2 separate regions of the Mus musculus genome follow, and region 2 is linked to region 1. A link is a contact called in public Hi-C data. All regions are on one chromosome and are shown on one strand. The core of a region is the stretch at or near the end of the contact, and the rest is flanking DNA. Distances in the headings are between cores, read along the strand shown. Region 1 overlaps Fstl4 (follistatin-like 4). Region 2 overlaps Fstl4 (follistatin-like 4).

Evidence for each region. Hi-C and Micro-C count contacts between places; a contact is called where the count stands out from the background.
Region 2: a Hi-C map of the N1E-115 cell line shows a contact between it and region 1, with 2.6 times the contacts expected there. The contact joins two enhancer-like sites. A contact is called at or near these places in 10 of 39 promoter capture datasets (the 3T3-L1 cell line, the HPC-7 cell line, cranial neural crest and 6 more), 23 of 484 Hi-C or Micro-C datasets (the AtT-20 cell line, CD4 T cells, CD8 T cells and 14 more) and 5 of 115 datasets of contacts at active chromatin or transcription factors (the SCID.adh cell line, T-cell acute lymphoblastic leukemia, double positive thymocytes and 2 more).

What each region holds. Positions count from the first base shown.
Region 1 is chr11:53,065,430-53,071,592 of GRCm38.p6, reverse strand. Fstl4 (follistatin-like 4) reads right to left here. Exons shown (of 16, transcript NM_177059.3): 5 at 2,860-3,053. Among named protein-coding and RNA genes, the nearest start is that of Gm11186, 52 kb to the left of the region's middle. Within about 2 kb of position 3,297, at least 8 of the 459 cell types and tissues checked have an H3K27ac peak or open chromatin away from gene starts, as enhancers often do. A contact at or near this core is called in the N1E-115 cell line, where this site is marked.
Region 2 is chr11:53,130,529-53,136,691 of GRCm38.p6, reverse strand. It overlaps Fstl4 (follistatin-like 4), which reads right to left. Exons shown (of 16, transcript NM_177059.3): 7 at 2,499-2,665. Among named protein-coding and RNA genes, the nearest start is that of Gm11186, 14 kb to the right of the region's middle. Within about 2 kb of position 3,856, at least 25 of the 459 cell types and tissues checked have an H3K27ac peak or open chromatin away from gene starts, as enhancers often do. A contact at or near this core is called in the N1E-115 cell line, where this site is marked.

The DNA of each region.
Region 1 (6,163 bases), core at 2,048-4,547:
CCACTCCTATCCCTGGTCCTGGCATTCCCTTGGGGCTTCTTGTCTATCACTTCTGCTAATGGAGGGCCTGATCATGAGAAACCAGCTAACAGCTGAATCAGGGAGGGAACCCAGGTCACTATTTGTGATGCTTAATTTCCATTGTCAACTTGACCAGAGTTGGAATTACCTCAAACACGCCAGAGAGCTTTAACTGAGGAAAGAAGACCCACCCTAAACATGGGCTGGGTACTCAGACCGAATAATAGGGAGAAAGAAACTGCAGAACTGCGAAACCTGCCAAACACTGGCACTCATCTGCCTCTGCTTTCTAGTGGATGGCGCGGGGTGACCAGCGGCCTCATGCTTGTGTGACCACATTTTCTCACCACGATAGACTGTGTTCCCTCAAACGGCAAGCCAGAAACAAACTCTTCTCTCTTAAGTGGCTTCTTGATAGGTTCAGATCATAGCGATGAGAAAAAGAACACACCACACATCCCATCTCTGTATTCACTCCCGTCAACCACACACCAACCCTCACCACTGTTAGAGAGTTGACTCTCCACAGCACACGTCCAGAAAGCAGCTGCTGACCAGATCTGTCTCATGTTTCTGTTGCTGTGATAAAAGACCCCAACAAAAGCAACTTAAAGGGAGAAGGGGTTTTTACAGTTCTGGGGACAGAGTGCCATCGAATCATGGAAGACATGGCAGTGGCAGAGAGGGAGTGGTGGCAGAGCTATCAGGTGGCAGAGCAGGATGCTGGCTGTCAGGTTACATCTCCACTCAGGAAACACAGGCTGAAGGGAAGATGGGGTCAGGCTACAAGCCTAAGCCCACTCCCAGGCCCACTTCCTCCACCAAGACTCCATTTCCTTAAGATCCAACAATCTTCCCAAACAGTACCATTAGCTGGGAGCATGCATCCAGCCACATGAGAACATGGGGACATTTTATGTTTATGTCACAGGAAAACCTGAGCCTCCTCTGCCTATAATTGTCTTTCCAGGGCCACCAATGTCACCCCTCAGTCAGGGTCCTATTTAGGAGCTATTGGTGGATTCCTGTGGATTCCTCTGTGGTGATGGTTTAACCGAAAACACACAGAGGCTCAAGGGAGATTGCTACAAAGAAAATCAAGAGAGAGGAAATGATTTTATTTTATTTTGGAGGGGTGGAGGTAGAGGCATTTTTTCCTTTGTTTAACATTCCCAGTTTGGTTTGCTATATTAAAGGCAATTTAATGTGATAATGTTAAAAAAATGACCCTTCACCCAGAAGTGAGGGTGTTCGATAAGAAGGAGATCAACCATGACGCCTCGGATCAATCTCTCGAAGACGGAAATTTCCCTTTGTCTATTTCTACATTGGAAATTGATTAACTTTTCATAGGACCAACGAGTTCTTCCCTCCGGTGCCTCTGACTCAGTGTCAAGGCAAGGCCCACATTAGCTGGGTTCTGCTCGGCGGATTTATGAGACAGACTTTAAATATATTAAATTTTAAAGAGGAAATCACAGTCCAATTACCATGCTTGTTAATGGCTTCAAGTGCCTCTGGCTACGTCTCTGCCAGGTTAGAGCAACGAGCCCAAGAAGATCTGTTGGGAGCCACTCGGGCTTGGGAACCAGGTGCTCACAGCTGCCTCTACCCAGGGCAGGCTGATGTCACTTGCCCTGGGCTTCCTGCTCAGGTCGTGGTATGAGGAATAACAGATGGGGTGTGTTCCTGGCAGGCAATCATAATTAGCAAGGCCTCTGGACTTTCTCAGAGCCATTCTTGTCAAATGAGAGCTCCTAGCCATGCCCTTTGGGGTCTCAGCTAGAGCTGAGGGATGACTAGCACTGATAGAGTAGGGGTTTGCTGGCCCGATGACACCATGCCATCTGTGGGCAACAGGCCTAGGATGCTTGGGTTTGTGTGGTGAGTGGGACAGAGACACTGGTTACTCGATACCCTAGAGTCACAGATTCCTCACCTAAAAGCATCTGTAAAATGGGATAGTAGCAGTTCTGACCTTACAAGAGAGGATGCTGAAGGATAAAGGGGGGGGCGACGATGACGACGATGATGATGATGGTGGTGGTGGTGATGTTGCTGCTGCTGCTGCCCATTGATGACCACTGAGAACATCCTATGTGCCAAGTATAATGTTAAACGTGTCACATGTCTTACATGTTTTAGCACCATAAATTCCCATGACGACCCTGAGGCGATGAGGTTCACGGCTGAGAAATCGCAGCTTAGGAGTGAGGGGCCTCCAGAGACTCACTAGCTCATGATTAGCTTTGAACCCTGTATTCTTGGCTGCTGTCCTACAGAAAAGGCTGTATTTGTCCACCCTGGGCATTCTTAGACTAGTGCCTTTGCTGGGTGGACACAGGGCTTCCCACAAGCAAAACAGTCAGGGGGTTGGGTCATTGACATTTGGATGCTAGAGAGAACTGTCACTGGGCAGAGGCCTTGGGGACCCCCAGACTGGAGTGCCAAAGATGCTCGCTGCTGCAAGTACTGTTCTTCTTTGACATTCCTTCTGTAGAAAATGACAGGCTCAAAGCACCAAAGACTAGTTTTCTAAGGAAAACACCAGTGGGCAGCCCCTTTGAGGGAGGCTTTCCCCGAAGCCAAGAAAGCATCAAAACCGCTTGTAAACCTGGGCTGAGGTGGCAGGTGGCAGGAGACAGAATTCTGTGTGTAAGACATTCTCAGAGGCGCTGACAAGCTGTGAGTCCTAGGAAGGGTGGGGGAGAGGGTCCCCTTGGCAACTGGTGACAGAGACAATTATAAACAACCTTTCCCACCACGGAGCTTGTGTGATCCTTCACCATGCACGCACGCAGGATATCTCCTCGGGCTCCACCTGAATGCCACACCCACCTGAGCCAGCTCCAAGCTGCCGAGGTGCCCATTGCCGTCGGCATCCAAGTCCTTAAACAGTGACTCCACCAAGAGGCGCTTCTGGGAGGCGAGGCTTTGCCTGGGGGTTCCTTGTGGGAGCGGCTGTCTGCGGCTCTGGAGTGCCAGGAGGACATTTTTGAGACGAGCATAGCCAGCCATGGTGCACATGTCTCCTGTAAAAGAGAAGACAGCTGTTACGTCAGGTGCACCCTGGGGGCTGGAAAGAATGTTCTGCCCGTCAGTCAGTTTATCTCTCTCAGTTGCAAACAATTGTTGGGACATTTCCAGTGTGCACTAAACAGTGTCACCATCATAGAGCAGGGTTCACGTGTCCATCTGCCCCATCACCCAGCCTACTGATATTTAAGCCAGATATCATATACCAATACTAAATGAACCAGAGGGAGTCTGGAAAATTCTTCCAGTGGAGTCTGCAGCTGTTATCTCATGGTTCGAGGAAAGCCAGCCCCAATTCTACTCTGTCACAGTCTGCCTTTTGTCTTAATCCTATTTTAAAGGCTGCTTTTGAATGCTTGGCCTCATAGATTAGGGAGTTTTAGTTAACAGGGCTAATAATCCCTGCTTACGGTAATTAGGTACACTCCCAGAGCTGGGTTACTTGAAAACAAACATGTGTACACAAGTCCACGACCAAGAGACAAAAGGAAGCTTTAGGAGACTAAACCGAGCACACAGCCCATTAGTCTTAGGCCTTTTATCACGGCTGTGCTCGCTGAACGCGTCGACATTGCATGGTTCTTTGGCAAATGAGGCCTGTGATGCACTGTGACATGGCATGGTTTATCTTGCTGGTGACGGGGCCACCATACAGAGCGCAGCCAGTAAATAGGGGGCCGCAGGGATGTCACAGAGCAGTGCTCCTCCAGCTCTGCCTCCCCATCCAGCCAGGGGATACAAACAGTTCCTGGGCCTGGCTTTGTTGAGACTGGGGAATGCTGATGTGGGCTCCCCCACCCTCCATTCTTTAGAGAAGATCAAGGGGTGCTAGGTCTGGACTGTCTGGGGTTAGGGTCTCTTCCCTTGAATTCTAACGCCAGTTGAAGGTGCCAGGTTAAGCTCTCAGGGCCAGCCGGATAGTGAACAGGTTTGAGTTTGGGAACTCCTGGCTTTGTGAGTCCCAACTCTGCTGTTTCCAGGTTGTGTAACCTGGGAAAGTTTAACACAGGCCTCAGTGATTTCATCTGAGAGATGGGATAATACTGCATCCCACAGCGGGGATATCATGATGGTTAATTAATATGGTCACACACATCTTTACTCTGAGCCAAGGCTCAGTGATTGATAGCTACTCTCCCACTTTCAGTTGTTGGAACCTCAACGGGGAGAGCAGGGATCCACGGGAGAGCAGGGATGCACGTGAAGAGCTGTTTTTCTCTCCTGCCCTCCCTCTCTCATTGGAGAAGCCCAGATACCCTTTCCTGCACTTGTTTGTGTTTCTAGATTTTCTTCCAATTTGGGGTCAATTGATTCTTGTCAGAAACAAACGCCCATTACTATTTCCTTTGTGTGTTTATTTAGAAGAAAAAAATCAATTGCAGTGTTCAATATAATCAAATCTATTTGCTCCCTGGGAGTCACCATGCTTAGGCGGTGGGGCTCCCTCCCATCTCCCCTGACCTGCTCACATCCCTCTTGTGCCTGGCAGGTGATCCATTTTGGAGAGCTCCCAGGACCCATAAGCTGATGTACCCCATTTTTAGATCTTCATAGCTCTGGCCTCCATACTGAGCATGGTCTCATGGCAAAGCCAATATGGCTGGAAGAATGTGTCTGGTGGATGGATCTCTCTCTCTCTCTCTCTCTCTCTCTCTCTCTCTCTCTCTCTCTCTCTTCTCTCTCTCTCTCTCTCTCTCTCTCTCTCTCTCTCTCTCTCTCTCTCAAAAAACTATGTTTTGGGGAAAGAGCATGGTCTTACCTGAGTCAGTCTATCACCTTACCAAAGAGGGTAAAGTCTGGTGCTGGCAAAGGGAGCAGGAATGGGGTGGGCAGAGTGAGAGTAGGAGGGTATCTGCTGGGGTGGGCACTGGTGGAAATGTTCATTCACGTGGATACTGTGCATAAACTGGAGGCACTGTCGTTTCCCTGGGGACAGGCACCTGCACTACAGACTGGGAAGCTGGTGTCTAGAGTGACTAATGTGGTATTAATAGAAGGCTTCCCTCAGATATGCTGGTCAGAGATGAGCATTCTGAGAACCCGTGACACCAGGGCCACCAGAAGGTTAGATAGGGCAGATCAGATGGGGAGTGTGGTCTTAGGTTTACTGGTCCCCCATTCTTCCCACAGGTTCTTGGTGCTGCCTGATGCCCTGTGCAATAGCTAGACAACCTCCCCATGGCTGCTGGGGAGACCATGATGTGGTCCTGCTGAGGTGGGCTTGGTGGGGGCTGTAAGAGAGGGGGCTGTGATAACTTCTCAGGCTCTGCTCTCCTACCAAATCCTGAAGCACTTTAGGCTGTGGATGCAACTTGATTGGTTGAGTGCTTGGCTAGCCTGCAGGGAACTCTGGGTTCAATTGCCCGAACTGCATAAAACTGGGAGTTATGGTCCATGCCTGTTACCCTGAAAATCCTGAGGTGGAGGCAGGGGGATCAGAAGCTCAAGGTCATTTCCAGCTAAAGAGCAAGTTTGAGTCTAGTCTGGGTTATATGAGACCATGTCTCAAAAAAAAAAAATTCTATACTGTTGTTCTGAGGACTCAGAGGTTTTTATCCTGTGTCTAGAAGCCAAGCTGGGGGCCCAGTTGAGTAACCTGAGTCTTTAGGGTCAGTGTCCTGCACTGCCTAGGCTGTGTTGCTCCCATCTGTGTAGCAGTATGTACTGACACTCTATGTGGGCGTTCTAAGGCTTTAAGAGTGCCTTAAGGAGTAGGAGATCCATTAGGGAGGGGGAGTGGAGCAGAGGCTCAGACCCGCTGTGTGTGAGCTATGCTATGGCAGGAGGCAGTGGGGAAGGCATGGTGTACAGTGTATGGTGTACAGTGTACACAGCGAGCATCTGGAGGCCAGTGGAGCTAGAAAGAGTCACTCACGGGTCCATGGACACCATTAAGGCAGGAGAGGGCAGGCGGTCCATCTCAGAAGGACAGAGAGGCCACAGGCTGGTGTGGGAGCCAGACACAGCAACCTGATGTTCCCAACTCTTGTCTGTCTGTCCCTTCCTGAGGATCTGTCCCACCTGTCCACCAGTCCTCTGCAGTGCTAGGGAACTGAACCCAGGGTGTTGTGAGCACTAGGTAAGTATGCGACTATTGAGTTACTCC
Region 2 (6,163 bases), core at 2,607-5,106, 65 kb before region 1:
GGTCCCTTCGAACCCACGGCCTACGTTCTTCATTAGCGGGTGATGCTCCCCTCTCCCTGATGTAGAGGAGGCAACCACCGTGGGCATTGTGTGAGTGCGCTTGCATGTAGTGAGGACCCCCGTGGAGCAGGTGCCGCCTGTTTGCAGGCTACCTACTCAACCATGAGCAAGTGTTTCTGGGGAGGTAACGAGGGACCATTAATCTCTGGTTGCACCCACAATTATCCAAATTGCTAACCTGATTTGAAAAGGAGAAATGCAATCGAGTTGGTGCTGGAGGCATGTTTGAGTAATTTAATTAACTGACGGCAAGTGCACTAAGGAGCGTTTGCCTCTGCTTTTATTTCTGATGTGTTTAAATAGAGCACCAAGCAATGCTCGGGAGGTTACTCAGTCACCAGTGGCCCCGGCCTAGCGAGGAGGAGACAGTCACAGTGGCCAAAGTCATTTGTGAATGGATGCTAATTATGAGAGGTGCTGTATACACAAGCTCACATACCCAACACACACACACACACACACACGAGACACTGAATTTTCTTGCTATGATCTCAGGCAAAGCCTCGCCATCTTGGATCCAGAGAATGAAGGGATCAAGGATTCTACTCATTGAGTGTCTACCAGGCACCCACCAGGGCAGTGCTTCACCGACACTCAGAGATGGAGGAGAGAGGATACTGGCTGTCCTCATCACATAGGGGAAACCTCAGGGAAATAACCCTGCCTGTGTGACAAGATGGTTGAGGACATTCCTTAGCCGGATCTGCCAGCTTAGAAACTCCAGAGTGGTCACCCTTTTCTAGCTGTTTCTCCTATGAGCTGCAGGTTCTACCCAGAGGGGCCCAGAGTCTTGACTCTCCACTCTAATGGCACCTATTCTTTGGGCTGCACCTCTTACACCATGATAGACTCAGCACTGAAGGATCTTCAGATCATGGGTTTAGCTGACATCTTGAGGCTGGCTGCACCATTGACCACAGTCTCTGCTTGTGTTTGCATGTCCCCAGGGATAGGAGGCTTACTCTGCCATGAGACAGGCTCAATGGCAGCAATGGCAAACCATCTCATGAGCTCAGATCAGTCTCCTTTGTGGTCACATGGTTCAGGTCAGGTCCCTCTCTTCCCCACCCCCATTCTACTTCCTTATAGATCTGACCATTCATCCCGTGAGTCTTCCTTTTCTGACACAAGCATCCTATTGTGGACCCACTGTTCTGTCTTGAGTCAAGAAGACCAGGGCAGTCTCCTCTGCTTGAAAACTGTACTCCTCTTATTTTAGCCCAAGACCCACAGCTACCCCAGCATCTCCCCAACATGGGTAGCATTGCTGATGTCTGGGCCGCCACATCAACCCTCTGCCAAAGCTAGACCATTTGATATATTAGATCTTCTTGAAGTTCACCTTCTTGAAGTTCAGTGGAAGGGAGGGGCTTCCCAGGTTGCTTTCTTAGAGATACATTTACCAGGGATCAGCAGGCCCAGGGATTCCTCAAAATCACAAAGCACTGGCTCTTCAGGGTGCAGAAGTATTCCTATTGGTCACACCAGTATCAGGCTATGTAAACTCACCCACCTGCTCTCTTCTGATGAGGAATGTGTATGTGAGTATGTATGGTGTGTTCTGTGTTGTGTTGTGTTGTGTTGTGTTGTGTGTGTGGTGTATGTGTGCATGCTGTATGGGTTTTGTGTGTGTCATGTAGTGATGTGTGTATGTCTCTGTGTGCCTGTGTGTGGTATGTGTATATGTGTGCATATGTGTGCATGTGTGTGTATGTTGGGTGTATGGGTTTATATGTACAGAAGCTCTCGAAGTTGGCATCAGTTTGTAAATGCCTTTGGACACTGTGATTGGTTCCATGCTAAGCCAGGGCTACTCGTGACTGAATAACCTACATGTCTGTCTGGGGAAGAGAGGTAGCTTGAAGGACTTTGAATCTGCATGTACTTACCCCACGAAGAAGATCCTCAAAGCAAGCCTCCTCTGGCCTCACTTGTCACCTCCCACCTCATCTGTCACATACCTTCCCTTCAGCCAGTCACCCTGCTCACTTTTGCCTTCTATAGGGACCACCCTTCTGCCCATCTAGTAGAGAGAGGGAGTCCCCTCCTTGCAACTACATCTCTCTCTGGCTCTGAAGCCTTCTGCCTGGCTGTGCTCTCTGGCAGCTTATGACCCATCCCTGTGAGGGATGAGAGTATGCTCATACAGAATATTCCTCTCCAGATACCAGGCTTAGGGCCTTTGGTAAAACAGGGCCCGGGCCAGGTGCCACCTGCCCTGGCCATGTGCCTCCCAGTCAATATCCCCTGTGACTAGACATGACTATCATCAGGATGGTAACTGTCATTCATCACATCCTTTTCATTCAGGGACTCGGATCCTCTAAAGCTGTCAGGCTGAGTATGGACCTAATAAAAGAAAGCCCTCTGCCACTACTGCCACATGGTGCCCCACAAGTTGGCATCCCCAGGACATACTCGGGCACTCGGTGACTTACATTGATGTCTTCCAGGCCTAGGAAGCTCAGAGTGAGCCCGTTGCGTTTCCAGATGATTGGTGGCCTCAGGTCTCCACGAATAGCACAGGTCAGCACTGTGCTCAGGCCCACGGTCACGGTAGTCACACTGACCTTGTCCTCAGGGGCGAGGCTTAGCTGAATCACCTCTGTAGAGGGACAGGAGAGAGTGGTCAGAGGCAGACATAGAGGTCAAATCCCAACTCTAGGTAAACAGTTATGGATTCACTCAAGGGCAGGGCCAAAGGAAGCTTTGGGTCCCCCAGAAATGGGTTATAATGTGACAGTTAAATACACTGATAGACATCCTCACTGGGTGATCAGTTATAATGATGTCTAATATCAGAAAGGTCCCATGTGTCAAAGCCAGTCAGGAACCTGGAACATCTGGGCCACAGGTTCGTGAGTGGACTTGAAAACACTGGTTGCCAGGGCCCATAAGGTACACCCAGCAGAGAAATCACACAGCCAGTTGTGGGATATGCTGCCTGGAGGGCTCTGGCTTAATGAAGTTGGAACCTGCTAGGTACGGTCAAGGTCTGTTGGTGAGCCGACAGGTATGTCGTCCATCTGGGGGTAGCTTTAAAGGTTGCGCTGTCTGAGGTCTGGAGAACGAACTGGCTGACCTTTGAAAGTCTGTTTCTGTCTGAAGATTCACTGAGCTTGGATTTGGATTTCTGTTCTGTGACAATGCACTGGGGCCTTTCAGTATGTATGTATGTATGTATGTATGTATGTATGTATGTATTTTTCTTAGTGTACTTCAGGCAGGCCAAATTATGAATCCTTGTCATTTTTGCTTGCTAACTGGCATGGAGACTGGCCACTCTTTAGGCAAACATAGAAGGATGCAAAATATTTCCACCCCCCTCAGGCTTTCTGAAACTCTTAGGATTTATGAAAAATTAATCAAATCCAGGCTGCTCAGTGCAAACATGGGACTAGGCTAAGGTGGAGGGGATGTAACAGGTGTCCCCTGCTTTTTCTCTATGTCCTCTCAGGAGCCAGGGAGGCAGGTTGGCTCCGGGATGGGTATGTGTATCTGTATGCAGTCTAAAGTGCTGGCAAAACTGTAAGGTGCTATGCTATCTCACTATGCCATTGCATCGGGGCATACATCCCCTGACGGATATATCCTTCAAAGTGTTGGAAACAAAGCATAAACTGGGAACTGAGCTCTGTGGGATGCTGGGAGCCAGGAGCTGGAGTGGCAGCACCTCGGGCTGTGCATCTGGGCGGCATGCTCTCTTGCCAGGATGTGGGGGAAGGGAGCAGGACAGAAAAGAGGTGCAGGCTTAGCACTGCAGTGTGTGAGTTGCAAGCAGGTGCCTCAGATCTGCAGCAGCCACATCCCTTCCTCGCCACTTAGCGGCCCTGCCCTGGGCCTGCGAAGACAATCAAGCTGTACACAAGGCGTTCCCTCGGCGTGTGTTGGATGGATGGGTGAACAACAGAGAAAATGAAAATAAAGGAGCTCAAGAGCCGAGGGGCCGGCGGGGAGGGGCGGTCACTCTGAGGAAAAATGTGACTGGAGTGAAGGAGCCAGTGCGAGGAGAGATAAGCACCGGGTGATGGATGCGGACGCGGGCGGCATAATATTTTACAAACATTATAGCGGTGCATTTCAAGTTTCCTCTTAAATCACGGTCTGCCTGTTGCCCTCCCACCTCCGGGCCATGAGCTTTACTGCTCAGGGTAGGGAAAGAGAGGGTGCAGACGGTGCGGCAAGACTAAGAACCTGGCTCTGCAGACTTGGAGGATGGGGAGGAAGGTGTGATGGAAGGGGGTGAGGAAGGGAGGGAAGGAGGCAGGAAGGAAGGAGAGAGGGAGAGAGAGGGAAGAGAGGGGGGAGAGAAAGAGGGAGGGAGAGGAAGAAAAAGGGAGGGAGAGAGAGAAAAAAGGAAGAGAGAAAAGGAGGAAAGGAAGAAGGGAGAGAGACAGACAGAGAGAGATACAGAGAGAGACAGAGAGATACAGAGAGAGATACAGAGAGACACATACAGAGAGACAGATAGACAGACAGACACACAGAGATAGGCAAAGAGACACAGAGATAGGCAAAGAGACACAGAGATAGACAGAGAGACAGATAGAGACAGACAGACATACAGAGAGAGACAGACAGACACACAGAGAGAGACAGATAGACAGATAGACAGACAGACACAGAGAGAGACAGATAAACACAGACAGACAGACACACACACACAGATAGAGAGATAGAGAGAGAGATAGAGAGAGAGAGAGAGAATCTGATGGAACTATTGTGCAGATCCTACTGAGCTCTGGGGTCCTTGGGGCTTAGGCGCCAGGGTTCTCAGCCGGAGAAAGGAGCTCTTCCTCATTGGATGACCACTGTGCTCTGGGAGCAAGAAGATGGAGACAATGCTGCTTTTGCCCCGGGGAACTATGGGGAGTAAGAAGTCTCCCAGGTATATAGAGGAAGGGATCCTCCTGAGGGACTTTGAAAGATACTGCACACTCCTATAGCAGTCTGCTCCCAACATCCTGTGAGCTGGATCAAAGCCTGAAGGTGTGCTAGTGGCCTAGAGTTGTGGGAGCCTTGGCTTGGATGGGGGCAGGGCTGACCTTTGTAGCCTGGAGGTCCCTCTGGTTAGAACTAGGGGGAGCAGGAGAGAGGCCAGGCTTCTTCCTTGGAAGCCAGCCTGGAGGGCGGCTGGGACGAAGCTGCACAGAGAAGCTCTCTGTTTATACCCGGAACATCCATGCGTATGGACTGTGTGGAATTGTAGGCACGAGCCAGGCTTACCAACGGAGGGATTTTCAGTTGCATCTTTCTCAGTGCCTCGGGAGAAGAAGTGAGGCTAGGCACTAAAGGGATCACCACTCTCTGCATCAACCTCCATCAAGACTAGAAAGATGGGCCAAGCAATCATTACAGAGTTTGCAGGAGACAAGGCTTCTCCTGGTCCCTCGAGCTCCACTTCTCTGCTGTGATTTCCCCAGATGCCTGCATCACATCCCTAGGTAACTAGCACACAGTGGTGCCCCTCTGCTTGGACCTCTGTGGACTCTTGTGAGTATAGTGGACATCCTTGAGGCTTCTGTGAGGCCTTCCAAGGTAAGGAGGGGCCTGAGAATCTTAAGTGAGGCAGTGCAAAGCAGAGGATGAGAGGCAGGCAATCTGATGGGTTAGAGCTCTGGACGGCCAGTACTGACTTTCATGAAGGATAGGGCTCCAACAAGAACTCTAGAATCCCCTTCTTCTTGGGACCCCCAGGGCCCCAACTTCCACAAAAGGTCTGGTAGAGCCTAGAACATAGGACCAAATACAAACAAGGCAAACAGCTTGGGGTCAGGGCAGTGGGAACCTTCTGTGACCCTCCTGGCTCAGTGGCTGGGTGATGCATCTTTGTCGCTTGAGGTCCTCATCATTTGTATGTATGAAGACATAGACTTTGTGCAGGAAAAACTCGTGCAAAATTAGAATGCGCGAGTACCCGCAAAACCATCGTAATTCTGCTCCTGTCAGCTACACAAATATTAACCAAACAGCAAATATTTGGATCATTTAAAGTTTAATTAAATGAATGTTTTATTGGATTTAATTCGTGTCAATATTCCCCAGCTCCTTTTAAAATTCTAAAGAGATTTATGGTTACTGAGCCTTCCTCTCCCACCCTGGT